Regions from separate parts of the Mus musculus genome. Here regions 1, 3 and 4 are each linked to region 2. A link is a contact called in public ChIA-PET, Hi-C and promoter capture Hi-C data. All regions are on one chromosome and are shown on one strand. The core of a region is the stretch at or near the end of the contact, and the rest is flanking DNA. Distances in the headings are between cores, read along the strand shown. Region 1 has its middle 27 kb from the start of Gm39612. Region 2 overlaps Pus10 (pseudouridylate synthase 10). Region 3 has its middle 59 kb from the start of Papolg. Region 4 holds the start of Papolg (poly(A) polymerase gamma).

Region 1 (3,350 bases), core at 46-2,545, 150 kb before region 2:
GCTGCCTTTGTGACAACCTAAGAGCTTGGCCTCTCCTATCTATCCCAGGTCCTTCCTGCAAGGTTCTCACCTTGAGCACTCCCCACTGAAGGCCCTGTGCGTGGGCCTCTGGAGAATTACCCAGGGGCAGGGCGCATTCAGAATAACACATCCCATGGCTTTCCACAAAGATGGAAGGATCTTTAGGAAACTAGAAACAAGACAAATTAGCCAGGTCCCCCAAAGGCCATACCTGCAGCCAGATGAGCCAATGCAACCTAGGAACAAAAAGAATAAGACCATTGTTTTCGGGGCCCATGTCTGCCCCAGGTGGAAACAGCTTCATTTCATGGCCCAAAGACTCCAGTCTGGGCTCTCTGTCTAAGCAGGAGCAGTTCATGAGTCATCAGAGGCTCCATCAAATTTCCTCTCCACCCCACCCTACCCCAAGGATAGTGTTTGCTTCCCAGCCCTTCTGAAGTGTGACTGTGAGAAAAAAAAGACAAGGAGACACACAACACAAGAAACCAGGGCACCGTGAGGGCAGGGATATGCTTGGTAGAAATTTGGAGAGGGATAGGCTAGATTATTAAAATCATTATCTCATATTAGCCTTTCACTTAAGTATTAAAATGGTAAGAGTTAGCCTCTCTGTAGGAACAGCTTGAGGGCAGGTGTCAGCTGCAGAAATCAAAGCCAGTGTGCTCACATGGGAGACTGTACCGTGCTTTGTTCTATATCCTCACTAATTTAGACACCGTTATTAACACTCCCACTTTTCAGCAAAGCAGACTGTGGCACAGGAAGCTAAGAAGGGACATGAGACTTGCTGGGGTCACTCTGGTTATAAGTTTGACCAGAGTACCACATGTGTGTGTAATTTAGGGCTGCAGGCAGTACCTGTCCTGTGGCCCTTCTCACAGCTGTCCGTTTACTACCCAGGAGTCGAGAGGGCCTGTCAGAAACTCAGGCTGCAGAGAACTTGGGTTAGTTAGCACTGCAGGGGCCTCCTCGGGGAGCCCCCTTCTTCCAGCCTGAGTCCAGGGCTCAGCGTGTCCCCTCTTGTTAGGCTCGTGGTATCTGCTCTTGCTTTGCCACATTCATTCTTTCCAGATTTTTTTTTTTAAGCTAGCTTTCCACTTGTCACAAGGGAATGTGTGCTGGGGCGGAAACATCGCACATGAGCTAAAGGAGAATACAGGCACGAGGCGCCTGGTGAGCCTCCCGCGCGGCGGCTGTCTTGTGGTTCCTGAGTTTCCTCCATGGGAGATCTGATCTGCTGTGGCAGGGGTGGCAGAAACATTCATCACTTCCTCCCTCAACAAAAGGTGAGAATAAGACACTCTTTTCCTCTCCTGGGCCATTCGGTCCCTGTGCTGACTCCAGCAAGGGCTCCTTTGATGCTTTCTGAGTACCTGTCCTGGTACTTGTAGGCACCCTGGCCACATGAAGTGGAGAAGCCCTAACCTCTGCCGCGGTGCTCTTTAGGGTTTCCACTTACCGCTTGCTATGCTGGAGGTGGTCTGATTGTACCCGGGACAGACCCGTTCTGGAGGCTAGGTACTAAGTGTAGACATGTTAAGGGGTGCTTCTAAAACATAGGGTGCCCGTTGGGAAGGAAGTGGTCTACTGCTCTACCCCCTGGAGTATTTGGTAGCTTTGAGGAGAGGAAGCTCCACCCTTGAAATGCTTATTGGTTTTCACCTCGCCACGTGATTGCTCCCTCTCTCACGTGTTCCTAATGTGCTGCCCTCGCTATCACTGGGTGGCGGTGTCCAGCAGAATGTTGTCAGAGCTGGTGTCCTGCTCTTTGTGCTTTCAGGCTCCCTAACTGCTCCGGAGTGACTCAAGCAGGATGGGAAGTATGCATGGCCTTAGTACCGGTCCCCAGGGGAGAGGGATGAGGTGCTGGGTGTCCAGAGTTTACCCTAGAACCTGGCAACAGTTAAGTGATCATGAAGGGGATCAGCTAGTAACAATGACTGACCACGTCCAACCACCCTGGACTCCCTCAACCCAGTTTCCAGGGAGCATTTCCTATGAGGGAGGCAGCAGAATCTCTTTGTGGCTGCCTCAGGCAGGATCATCATGGCACTTTGTCACACTTGCTACCTTTTCAAGGGAACTTGTGTTGTATGAAGATATAGAACATCTCTGAAAACAGCAGAAGTTGTCCATGCCCAGCGGCATGTTGGTAAGCGTTTAACTGTCCTGGAGAAATAGCCCAGCTTGATGATGGCATTGAGTTCTGAGCTGGAGAAGCGAGTGCTTGATAGCAAAAGGACCCTGCTCCAAAACACAGTGACTTGTGTTTCCACTTGGATTCTGAAATACAGCTTTCTACAATGGTCTACAAAAGTCACCCCAGCGATGAAGAGCAGCCTTTCTCTCCTTAAAGCCCCAAAAGTCTCATTTGAAACACCTGTGGGAATAAATTAGTTGCACTTAGAGACCAGGACTCTATGATTCTTTGAGCCAGGCCAGATTCCACTAGGTCTCACCCCTTCTGTGACCATTGATCTCATACTCTCCCCTCATTGCTCAAAGATCTCTCTCTCACACACACACAAACTCCCTCTCCTCCCCCCTCTCTCACACACACAGTCACACACACATTCATACACACACATATACTCTCACACACATACAGTCACACTCACACACACACTCATACACACACAGTCACACACACTCATGCACACACACACACTGTCACATACACATACATTCATACACACGCATATACATACATACACTCACATACACAAGCATACACACTGTCACACTCATGCACAGACATTCATACACACTCTTATACACACTCAGGCATATACACACTCATACATATACACTCACACACACTCATGCACACATATACACACTCTCACATATTCTCTCTGTGTCTCTCTGTCTCTGTCTGTCTGTCTGTCTGTCTCTCTCTCTCTCACACACACACACACCATCACACACACTCCTACTGCACTAAGAGTTCTCAGAACTCCATCTTCCTCGCCCTCCTGGCCCCATCATGGTGTGACCATTTCCTGCAGGGATGCTCATTATATTTTGTCGCTCAAAATCTCCTTACAGGACAATGAAGTGCTTGGTGTCAAGAAGGAACTGAACCAAAGCCCAGAGTCAGCTTTTAAGATGAGTTCTCTCCTCCTACCTCAGTCAGATGTGCTAACTGGATTGACCTTTGCTTGAATTAGGCACAGGGTTATCAGTCAGCAGAGAAGAAACCCTTCTAACCTGAGAAGAAGGCCAGAGTCATGGGCCACCACTTACTTTCTGTGGTGCATGGAAATAGCTGAAGATTGCCCCAAAGGCGCCGTCCAAAGGACTCTACCTTTGGTGAAGGAACATGTGCC
Region 2 (3,531 bases), core at 99-2,598:
GTTATACCTAAATTTTTAGGCTTTGAAACTTACAAACATAAAACCTCATTAAGCCCGCAGTCTTTGATAAATATGTGATTATTGTTCCTTTAAAAATGGAAGATTCAGACATAAAATACAAAATAAACAACAACAACAAAAAATACAGGTTAACTATTCTTTTTCTATAAACCTCAGAACCACAGATAAGCTTCTAATATAGAAAGCTGTTTTCTTCTGGGTTTTTCTCACTGAAGTTCACAGGAACCTCCAATAATCAAACAGCCCCTCTTTAAGTCACAGAATGTTTATGTAAAAACAAAACAAAACTCTGAAGAATTAACAGGGTTTTTTTTAATGCAGCTGGCAACCAAATCCTGATTTGAACATGTAAGATTCTGTTTACATAACTTGATGTGTGGTTTTCTTCACTACAGAAATAACTCATAACTACATCGTATAGTCCTGAGAAAGGTATGTATTATATATTGTATTTAATACCATATTACATCCCTTAAATCCAAAGATCTAGATTCCAAACCCTGTAAGAGATGTATGCCAATGTATTATGTATAAGCTCACAGTTGCTCTGACTGTGAGACCCCGACTTAGAGCCTTTCTCCCTGGAAGGTAAAGCCCATGGACGTCCCCCAAGCTTGTTTTCCCTGATCTCTATATGAATACAGCCAGAAAGAAGCTCTTTGTTCTCTATAGCCAGCGAAAAGCCTTTTTGTTTCTGAGCCTTACAGCCAGAGATGAGATAATTGTAATTTTACCAAGGACATCCAGAAGAGAAGAACTCTCCTCCCAACTCCCCCCAATTCCTCAGCTGTTAAAAGCCCCTACTGCTACCGCTGGGGGTCAAACGCCCCTGCCCTGCATGGCTTGAGGAGTTTGTCCTCAGCTAGCTGATAATAAAACCTCTTGCAGTTTGCATCAGGTGTGGTTTTGAGGTCATTGGGGTGCCGGCCAGCTCATCCCGGGACTTGAGCAGAGGCCCAGCTTCCGGGGTCTTACATGACCTAAGCAGAATTTTACTTTTCATGGTTTATCATCTAGTTTTATTTATAACTTAGCTTCAAGTACAAATCTAAAATTTATTATCTTAAGATAGCCTCCCAAACTACATTCAAAAAATGCCTAATGCTGTAAATATTTATCTACAGTCACATCAACTGAGTCGGTCTGGGCAGTGTAAGGCACTTGGTTCTTGCTGTGTAAGGAAGCAAACTTGTCATGGTACATAAAGAAAGTATCTCATGTGCCAATGTCTCTATAGCTACTGAGTCTACTCGAAAAGATGAGGGAGCAGTAGCATAGTAAAAGTAATCTAAGAACTAGGTAGCTTGTATTTAAATGACGGTAAAAACTCCCTACTTCAATTACTTACCCCATTTCCTGTTTTACCAGCAACCATGCAGCATGCTGTAGGCAAGTCAGTCACACCCAGAAAAAAGAGAAAAGGGAAAGTATTCAGTAACAATGAAGCTCCAACATCCTTAGCAAAGGGCTTAAACAATTTGCTAATTAAGCTTCCTCTTATTAGATGCTGAACCAGTATTTACTGCAGTGGCCTCAGGCTCCGTTCAAATAAAAACACATAGACTTCACTTTGCAGTGCTGACTTGCTGTGGACTAGGAATTGAAAGTAGCAAGGCCTTGTGTATACACCAATAAACCTAGCACTTGGGAGAGGCAGAAAGATCAGAAGTTCAAGGCCAGCCTTGGCTACCTAGCAAGTTTGAGGCAAACCTGATCAACATAAGACCCTATCTAAAAAAAAAAAAAAAAAAAAAAAAAAAAAAAAAAAAAAAAAAAAAAAAACCAGCCCAAAGTGATTGCACACACATACTACTTCTAAAACATAGAACTGAAGAATCTCCTTTTCATTTTTTTATAGCTCTATCTGGCTCATGATATATTTATATGCTCAGGAGTTAATGTAGTATTTCTGCCTGCAACTCTCTGAAATACAACAAAAACAAAGACAAACTTACCCAAATGAAATAATAGGTATACAATAAAATATATGATAAAATAAATATAGTAAAATTGCACTAATTATAGAATCTAATATGGGTTGACATTTCAACTTTTTTCATGCACTTAAAAATTCTGCAATGTTAGGGAAAACTTATTCTGGGAAAGAATAATTAAAACTTGCAAACCTTTGGAGGCAGCTCAGAGACTATAAACACAGGCTGTTCTTCCAGAGGACCTGAGTATGGTTCCCAGCATTCACACAGGCGCTCACGGCCTCACTCACTCCTCTCTGGCCCTGATGGGTTCAGGTGCATACAGACAGGCAGGCTACTACTTAGTAAGCACACACTTAATACACGTCAGCCAGTACAGCGACACTGAGTGCTGAGCCCTAGCTAGACCACTGAGGAAAGGCTGTGGTTGTTACAATACAAACCCCCCTTATAGTTGCAGGATTCCATTCATTCCTTTGCACCCCCCATACTGCTATGGTAATTCTAGAGTCTCCCTCAGTGGCCAATATGAGCTATAGAAAACTCGTTGGGCACAATCTCATCGTCCTTTCTCTTCATTTTTGTTGTTTTGAGACAGGTTCTCATTGTGTAACCCTAGCTGGCCTGGAACTCACCATGCAGACTATGCTGGCCTTGAACTCAAGAGATCTACCTGCACTGCCTCCAAAGTGTTGGGACTAGATGTGTGCACCACAACACCTGGCTCCTCTCTACTTTTTAGTGACCTTTCTGTCTCTTCTTTTGAGTTACTTCCTCATGAAGGCATCAGTTTATCTTATCACATCATGATTATAAAGTGGCTGAAAACTGGAGGTTGCTTAGGGAAACCAGATAACCATGGGCAGTACAAAATTAAATCAAAAGCCTTCAGTACTTTGCTAACAAGTTTTTCCTTCCTAATCCTCTGTAGACTCCCTGCTCAAGCAAGCTGCAGGTTGGAAAAAACTAATCACACAGCAGTAGATAAAAGGCTGAATCCCCAAGAAGTCAATATTATTCAATTATCCAATTTTTACCACATGTTAATTATGCCCCAGACCTGTTTCTGCCTAGGAAAAGAAGCATGTCTCTCCTTTTCAGCTCACCAAGAAAACTTTAATAAACGTTCTACTCTTTAGACAGCTGGGGGAAAAAAGATCCTTTCTCTAGAGTAGTCAATAAATTCTTCTACCCCAACAGAATCAAATGGCATTAAAGTTAACAAGTTTAATCAAGTTTGATACTAGAGGCAATATGTTACCTCCTAAAAGTTCAGGAGCCACAAAGTTTAATCCTAGACTTAGCTTAACATTAGCTGAGAATTCATTCTACCTAGGCAAATCCTAGGAAAGTTGACCAACAGCTTGCTGAGGTGTTGTGTTTGCTGGTAACACAGCCTGGATGCTACTGAACGCTCTTATAAATACAAAGGAGAGAGTGAGTTGGGGACTAGAACCCATCTCTTGCTGCTTTCTGACTAGACACATCATGACCAGCCACCTGCTGTGCATGCTGCCACTTCTTCCTGGCCACAAACCTCTGGGAACCCTGAGCCAAAATAACCCCCTTCCAAGCC
Region 3 (3,190 bases), core at 44-2,543, 250 kb before region 2:
TAGAAAAAAAGAAGCTGTTGTATTTGGAGGTGTGGCTAAATCAAGTATTTGCAGAAGATCCAGTTCAATTTCAGAATCATCTTCATTAGAGCGAAAACCATTTTCAGTTTCTCCTCGGAAAGATATCAGCCCCTTGATAAGACATTTGTTTCAAGAAGACAATGTCTTACATAAATAAAAACGTAGCATGAGCCTGCTATTTCTAACTTGAATATCCTGCATGGACCCGCTACACCAAATGCTGGCTGATCTGATGAGCTAACAGATTACATCAAATTTGGGTTTTGAAATATTTTTTTCCACTTGTTTAGAAGCAAAGTCCATCATTTCAACAGAGAAGTTCTTAAATACAATCTGTTGAGACAGGATGAAAATTGTTGTGAGCGAACTCCTATGGCTTTGTGTACCCCACACTGACAGTCCTGGTGGGGTCTAGCCCTCGTGTGACCTCAGCTCATGGCTTATGCCAACTGCTCAGTGTTTCCCAGTCATGACAGGTGCACCGTGTGGGCTCACAGAGCAGGCAAGCCGTCCTGCAGCACGCAGCCCTTTCTCCCGGTGGTCCCTAAACGGGACATTCCTCTGCTCCTCTGTACCATCTTCAGAGAAGCTCTCCTTGGCCACCTCAGTCTTTGCTCCCTGCTAGCAAGCTCAGCTTTCTCCCTAGGAATTGCTAACCAAAGCGTCCTTTTTCTTGTGTACTAATTATTGATGGGCCGACCTCTGTGATAGAATTTAAGCACAATAGAGCAGGACTTTAATCCATCTTGCCTGCCAGCTCTGTGTGCCTGGTTCAATGATCTCTCTGCCATCAACAACCGATCTACCAATGTAATTCATAAAGTAAGTTCTGAGATACCCAGATACCTCTCAGACCACAAACTAGACCTGGCTGCATATCAGAATCCAGGTTAGTCCCTCAAAGCTGCAAACTCTGTCTCTGAAAAATTGAATTCATTTCCGAAATATTTAGATTCTGGTTAATTCTACATAATGGCCACTAGAGGGGGCCATAGTCAAATATTAGAAAAATCTAAGTTCCGTTTTGTTTTGGTTTTTCCCTCAGAGCTAAAAATCTTCCCCAGTCCTCCTCTCTACCTTAACAGATTAAAGCAAACGTAATATACTGTGACAGGCGGCAGACTCTACTCCACAGCAAGGTACCACTGGCATTTAGAAAATTCTCTTGGTTGTCCCAGCTGTAGGTAGCCACCAAGAAATTGACACCACCTTGGCCACTCATCTGAGCCTGTTGTCTCTAATATTGTCTGAAATCTTCCAGCCAGCCTCAAACTGCACTCACCCTTGGCCACTGTGGCATACAGAAAGTCCCGTGTTCTCCCTTTGTTGACCCACTGTCTGGTTATTCTCACAGAAAGTGCACTCCCCACAATGCACTCTCCCTCCATCCCCAGAACCCTCTCCATCTGCCCTGCCATTGCTGGGAGAGATAAACACTCTCCTCTCTTCAGTGATGAGCCACACACAAACCTAATAGGAGAAGCAGATTGACACTCATCTAGTCACCTGCAACTGTCACAGCCCCAGTTAGCTCCTGTGCCATCATGAGTCCTACTGCTAAAAGCCGACTGGCGGCTTCTTGTTCCGCTGTTACACACCATCCTGCTCTGAGTGTCTCAACAACAGTGTAAAAACGGGTGCCACGGACCGGGCCTAATTAGCCCCCCTCAATCCGTGGGAATCAGGGGTTCCGACAGATGGGCACAGAGTCGGTGGGAATTGGGGTGACAAACAGACTCGACACAAGGAAGTGTGGATCTGATGTAATTTGTCAAATAGAGCATCAAACTTTTTATACAGAAGAAAATAGGGAAGTAAGGTGACAATGAGGTTACTGGATTCTTACATAAATCAGAGGAATGCAAACACGGAAGGACTAGCAGGAACCAACTGGGATAAAATTCAATGTTAACAACTGGGATCAAAAATAGCCCCACCTAAGGCCCACTTAATCTTAGAAGCCAGGGGCAAGGGCTTCGTGCCCTTGCCATAGTTCCTACTCTAGTCTATTGTATAGTCCACCTTCCCCCTAGGCCATTGTAAATACTTGTGTATGGGTGTAACTCAGCTATCTATAGTTCTAAGTAACTACTCTGGTTCCTCTTTAGGTCACAAACTTCCTTCTTCCTAGGTAATGGTAAATTTCTGTGTAGGGCAGTGACTTAGCTATCCATGCCCAGGGTTGGATCAAGGACTGCCTAGAATCTAACTTAGCTATATCTCAAAAAATCAATCCTTAGGAGCACTTGTAATAAAGCAATATTAAGGGAAAGCACACAGATCCATTTACCAACTAAAGCAAGGACATTGGAGCATTCGTTATACAGGATGCCACAATTCCAGGAGACTAAGTTTCCATGAACTTTCCACCTGAGGACAGCGCCCAGGTGTCCGGGGCCTGTCACACTTGTCACTACTGGAGTGGATGTAGCAGTTCCCCTGTTTTTTATGTTTTAGACGAAGTTCCAGAATGTCCCGCCTCGTGGTAGCTACAGATCTCAGAAGAACTCTAAAGATGAGTGGAAATACAATGATTACTAATAAAATAATGCCAATAATAATAGCAAACAAGATTATATATTGAACCTAATCCAAGGGATTCAATGCACTTAGGTTATTCTTTAAATTTCTGGCCAATTCATCAATGTTCCAAGTATCCAAATGGCTTCTGCTAATATCTGAATTTTCTGTTAACCTAGCCTTAATATTTGCTATATCCTGTCTCAATCTATTGCTAAAACTGCCTTTTGTAAAAAAGCATTAACCTTTGCCTCCAGTTTATCTATAACAAAATGAGAGGTATGTAGTTGCTGAACTAAAGCTGTGGTAGATACTGCAAAAAGAAGTTAAAATTACAATTAAAGCAGTAATTCCTAAAATCAGAGCTGTAACAAATCTCCTTTGGTCTAATAAGTTCATTTAACTTTTTCAAAGTTTGCAATCCTGAATTCTCAAACCAAGAATTATTTCCTAACTCTACAGGCAGCAAAACGTAAGCAGGTCTTTTTAACAACATCATAACAGCAGATTCCTTATCTAAATTAGGATCTACACAATTAGTTAATTGACAAGAATTACAATTAATATGAAAAGACTTGAAAAGATTGGTGATCTTAACTCTATCAAAATTACCCAACAATATAGCATATGGGTAAGGCACACAAGCCTT
Region 4 (3,409 bases), core at 348-2,847, 200 kb before region 2:
CAAAATTCACAATGAAGAACGAAGTTGAGCGAAAGTAAGCTAAGAGGCTTTTAAGAATTGCAAGGCTGGGGTGTCACTCCTCCTCCTGATACTAGGGCAACGGTGCCTGAGCACAGTAATATTATGGTTGTGTAGCAAAGTGTTCTTATTAGATACGCATATCAAAGTATTTTTAACGTTTAAAATTGGGACTGTGAATAAGGCTCAGTGGATAAAGCTGTTTGCTGCCAAGTCTGAGGAATCAATTTTGATCCCAGCGACTGAAATGGTGAAAAGGGAGAACAGAACAGACTCTAGAAGTCATCCTCTGACTCCCTGCAGGCTAAAGTAAGTGTACTTTACATTTTTTTCTTAAAGAAAAAGTTCAAGGTTAACGTAAACTTTATTTTAAAGTTCTAGAAGTCACAAAGCTAGCAAATAACAAAGGTGGGTCTGCTTCGAATCAAATCCCAGTCTAGCGACCTCCTGAGCTCCATTTTGTCTTCTCATAACCTACCAAAATCTGTACTCCCAAATCCTGCTAATATACAGAATCCTCTCTTTTAGGAAGCTATTAGTGACTTTCCTCCATGTTTAGATGGTCCTCTTTTGGTCCCCCAATGACAACTGGACCCCATCTGTATTTAAATAGTGTATATATATATTTTCTCATCCACTCGCAATAAACTCTTGAGGATACGAATCTAGTTCCTACAGTGTGTAATACATACTTCTGCAGCAGCAGAATATCACTCATATTTGAAGTTTTTCTCCACCTTTTGATGGGAAAACTCTGAACTTGCTCAGGTCAAACCACAGACCTGCTTTTATGCATCAAACATGGAGCATAAACAAACTGACAGACCAGATTTTCAATAAATACTTTGAGTGAATAAATGAATAATTCAGAAAGTAACCTCCTTTCCCGTGACTGAGTCTCATTCCCCAAACAACCGTGCTTGACTCTTGGGAGAAAAAGACAGGGTTTGAAATTACTTTTATCCTTTAACATTTAAACATTGGTCATTTTCTCCCTCATTTTCACCGTCATAATCACACAGAACATGATTTTCACTATTTGAAAATGTGAGGTTTGGGGGCAGAGCGGTGGAAATCCTTGGGTTTATCTTACGGCTAACTAGTAGCAATTATGTTCAACATCTCAGCTAAATGCCACAAAGTCATAAATTGGGACTTGGAGGTGGTACTCCGAGGGAAAAGAATACAAGTTAAGCTGATTTATTTATAAGCTTTCTTCCCTGGATTGGTTGTGTTAAAGTCGCACCTTCTTGGGTGTGACCCTCGGTGACAAAAATCTTCTCAATGTGTACTTATTAAGTCTATGACTTTAAGATGTGGGATAACGGAAGAGTTAAAATGGTGTTAGGGAAAGCGGTGGTTTTTTTTCTAGATGCTTTTATTGCAGAAACAAGGGGAAATTGACAAATAACCTTCCCAGAGGTTTGCCTGAATTGACAATCCCACAGACCAGGGAGACCTGACACTCTGACAGATGCTTTTGCTGCAAGTCCGCTGAGGTGGGCGGGTCCCGGGAACTCAAGGCTGGGTGGGGGTGTGCCCGAGGGCGGGCCCAGGGCTGCAGGGCGGAGCCGCGGAAGGCGAGAGGCAGCCTGGGAAGTAGCGCCATATTGGCGGTGGCCGCGCTGTATTGTCATAAATAGAGCCGGTTTTGTGGTGTTTTCACTACTCGGTTGAATGCCTCGGCTGTAGAGAGTGGGGAAGTGAGCGAGCTACAAGCGAGCGAAGGGAATTGGACAGAGGAAGGAAGAGAGGGCAAGAACAGGACCCCAAAGCGAAAGACACTCGCTGGAGAGAGACGCAGGAAGCGATGAAAGAGATGTCTGCGTAAGTGGGGGCGGCGGTTGAGGGCGAGGTGGAGAGAGGTGCGCTGAGGTGGGCAGCCCCGGCTTCCAGCCCCTGCGCCTGGCACCCTGCGCAGCCGGCCGGGACCTCTGCTTTCCGCTGCCCTCCACTCCGCAAGGGCATCTCCCCTACCCGGGACTCACCTGGCCGCCCGGCGGGGATTCGGGAGTCGCCGTCAGCCCCCCGCCGCCCGCCTCTGAGGACGCCCCCAGACCAGGATGAGGGGGAAAGGCGCGTGTGGCTGAGGAGAAAAAACGGTCGGTCACTCTCCTGCCCCAGCCGTGTCTGAGCCCGTCTATTCTGTCTGCATTGGCGCAAATACCATCCCCCTGCCTCCCCTCCTCCCGGCCGGACCCGCTATCTTTCAGGTCTTTCGGAGAGGGACTGACCTAGCGGAGCCCCTAGGTTTGCGGTTGCTCCATGAGAAAGGCTAAACCCTCTACCCCGTTCCTTCCCACCGACCCACAATATCTACCGGGCTGTATCTATCCCCTGCTCACACTTTGATAAGTCGGAAGCAGTTTCTGTACTTGTCAAGAATTTATTAGAATTTCTTACCTTTCACTTTATCCGGAAATAATTTCAACGTACAGAAAAATGCACAGAAATACAAAACACCATTTGTGTAGCCACCACCCATTTTTCCCTAAGACTAACATGGGGTGTGTTCTTAGCTCTTTAACCTTTCTTTCTTGAAAAGAAGTCGAGCATTCCAATACATCTGAAGACTCGCCTATCCTTTCTCTGATTGCATTCACGACGCTCTTCCAAGGCCCCAGAGCACTGAGTTTGGTGTTTCTTGTTACTGCATTTTTAATGTTGATAGTACCTATCCCTGTATCCATAAAAACTGTGTACCTGTTTTAAACTGTTTATAGGGTATTTATTATCAGTTACTACTCTGTAGACTGGTTCTTTAGAACATGATCTCTCTGACCTTTTGCTATGTTAATATTTTCATTATTAGTTATTTTTTATTAACTAATGTATTCCGTTTATAAACATAGCCCAGTGTAGTACTTTTAGTGACTATTTTGAGCTATTTAAAAGTTTTTTATAGAATGTCAGTGAGAATTCTATTTACCTATCTTTGTACCTTCAGTAACATTTCTGTAAGGTTTTTTTTTTTTTTCCTTGTAAGTGAAATTCATAACACTTTTTGAGACCTACTTCTTAGAGTTCCTGTTTGGTTTGATTTTATGAAAATCTGTCTGTGCCATGTATTAATCACACACTAATCTTGCTCAGACAACCTTATCTCTCATAGACAGACAGACAGACAGACAGATAGATAGATAGAACTTGAAATAATTAATTGAAGTTTTGTTTGTTCTACAGCAAGATAAAAATGGGAGAGAAATTAGAGTTGGGTTTTTTAAAATACTCCCTTATATTTCATTAAGTCATTTCAAAGGTATATAGGCTGTTTGTTGAGATGAGGTTTCACATGGCCATGAGCTTGCTTCTGCCTCTACCACTTGACTTGTGCCACCAAACCTGGCTAAGCTATCTTATCTTCTCTATTGTCCTTTCTTTCTCCCCATCC

The links. Promoter capture Hi-C pulls out the DNA fragments that hold promoters and counts their contacts. A called contact is a pair of places that touch in the nucleus more often than the background predicts. ChIA-PET counts read pairs in DNA pulled down with a chosen protein or histone mark.
Region 1: an RNA polymerase II ChIA-PET map of effector CD8 T cells shows a contact between it and region 2, with 53 read pairs. The contact joins two enhancer-like sites. A contact is called at or near these places in 4 of 15 datasets of contacts at CTCF or cohesin (CD8 T cells, the NIH/3T3 cell line and large pre-B cells), 83 of 484 Hi-C or Micro-C datasets (3T3-L1-derived adipocytes, the AML12 cell line, B cells and 46 more), 21 of 115 datasets of contacts at active chromatin or transcription factors (the 230-238 cell line, CD8 T cells, the HPC-7 cell line and 15 more) and 1 of 9 other capture datasets (embryonic stem cells).
Region 3: a contact with region 2 is called in a Hi-C map of bone marrow-derived macrophages, with 16 read pairs. The contact joins two enhancer-like sites. A contact is called at or near these places in 2 of 15 datasets of contacts at CTCF or cohesin (CD8 T cells and the NIH/3T3 cell line), 134 of 484 Hi-C or Micro-C datasets (the AML12 cell line, B cells, B-cell progenitors and 83 more), 20 of 115 datasets of contacts at active chromatin or transcription factors (the 230-238 cell line, CD8 T cells, the HPC-7 cell line and 12 more) and 4 of 9 other capture datasets (adipose tissue, embryonic stem cells, liver and 1 more).
Region 4: a contact with region 2 is called in a promoter capture Hi-C map of the HPC-7 cell line, with 3 times the contacts expected there. The contact joins the promoter of Papolg here to the enhancer-like site in region 2. A contact is called at or near these places in 15 of 39 promoter capture datasets (the 3T3-L1 cell line, the C10 cell line, the HPC-7 cell line and 8 more), 4 of 484 Hi-C or Micro-C datasets (DN3 thymocytes, common lymphoid progenitors, cortical neurons and 1 more), 5 of 115 datasets of contacts at active chromatin or transcription factors (the 230-238 cell line, bone marrow-derived macrophages, effector CD8 T cells and 2 more) and 3 of 9 other capture datasets (adipose tissue, liver and pancreatic islet).

Annotation. Positions count from the first base shown.
Region 1 is chr11:23,844,511-23,847,860 of GRCm38.p6, reverse strand. No RefSeq gene overlaps it. Among named protein-coding and RNA genes, the nearest start is that of Gm39612, 27 kb to the right of the region's middle. Within about 2 kb of position 1,295, at least 96 of the 459 cell types and tissues checked have an H3K27ac peak or open chromatin away from gene starts, as enhancers often do. A contact at or near this core is called in B cells, CD8 T cells, the HPC-7 cell line and 9 more, where this site is marked.
Region 2 is chr11:23,697,803-23,701,333 of GRCm38.p6, reverse strand. It overlaps Pus10 (pseudouridylate synthase 10), which reads right to left. Exons shown (of 18, transcript NM_028304.3): 5 at 1,370-1,404. Among named protein-coding and RNA genes, the nearest start is that of Pus10, 34 kb to the right of the region's middle. Within about 2 kb of position 1,348, at least 57 of the 459 cell types and tissues checked have an H3K27ac peak or open chromatin away from gene starts, as enhancers often do. A contact at or near this core is called in B cells, CD8 T cells, the HPC-7 cell line and 13 more, where this site is marked.
Region 3 is chr11:23,952,379-23,955,568 of GRCm38.p6, reverse strand. No RefSeq gene overlaps it. Among named protein-coding and RNA genes, the nearest start is that of Papolg, 59 kb to the right of the region's middle. Within about 2 kb of position 1,293, at least 20 of the 459 cell types and tissues checked have an H3K27ac peak or open chromatin away from gene starts, as enhancers often do. A contact at or near this core is called in bone marrow-derived macrophages, pro-B cells, regulatory T cells and 1 more, where this site is marked.
Region 4 is chr11:23,893,458-23,896,866 of GRCm38.p6, reverse strand. Papolg (poly(A) polymerase gamma) reads left to right here and starts at 1,597. Exons shown (of 22, transcript NM_172555.2): 1 at 1,597-1,845. The coding sequence starts at 1,829. It overlaps Gm12061 (a long non-coding RNA gene), which reads right to left and starts at 2,615. Exons shown (of 4, transcript XR_872317.3): 1 at 2,422-2,615; 2 at 2,007-2,104.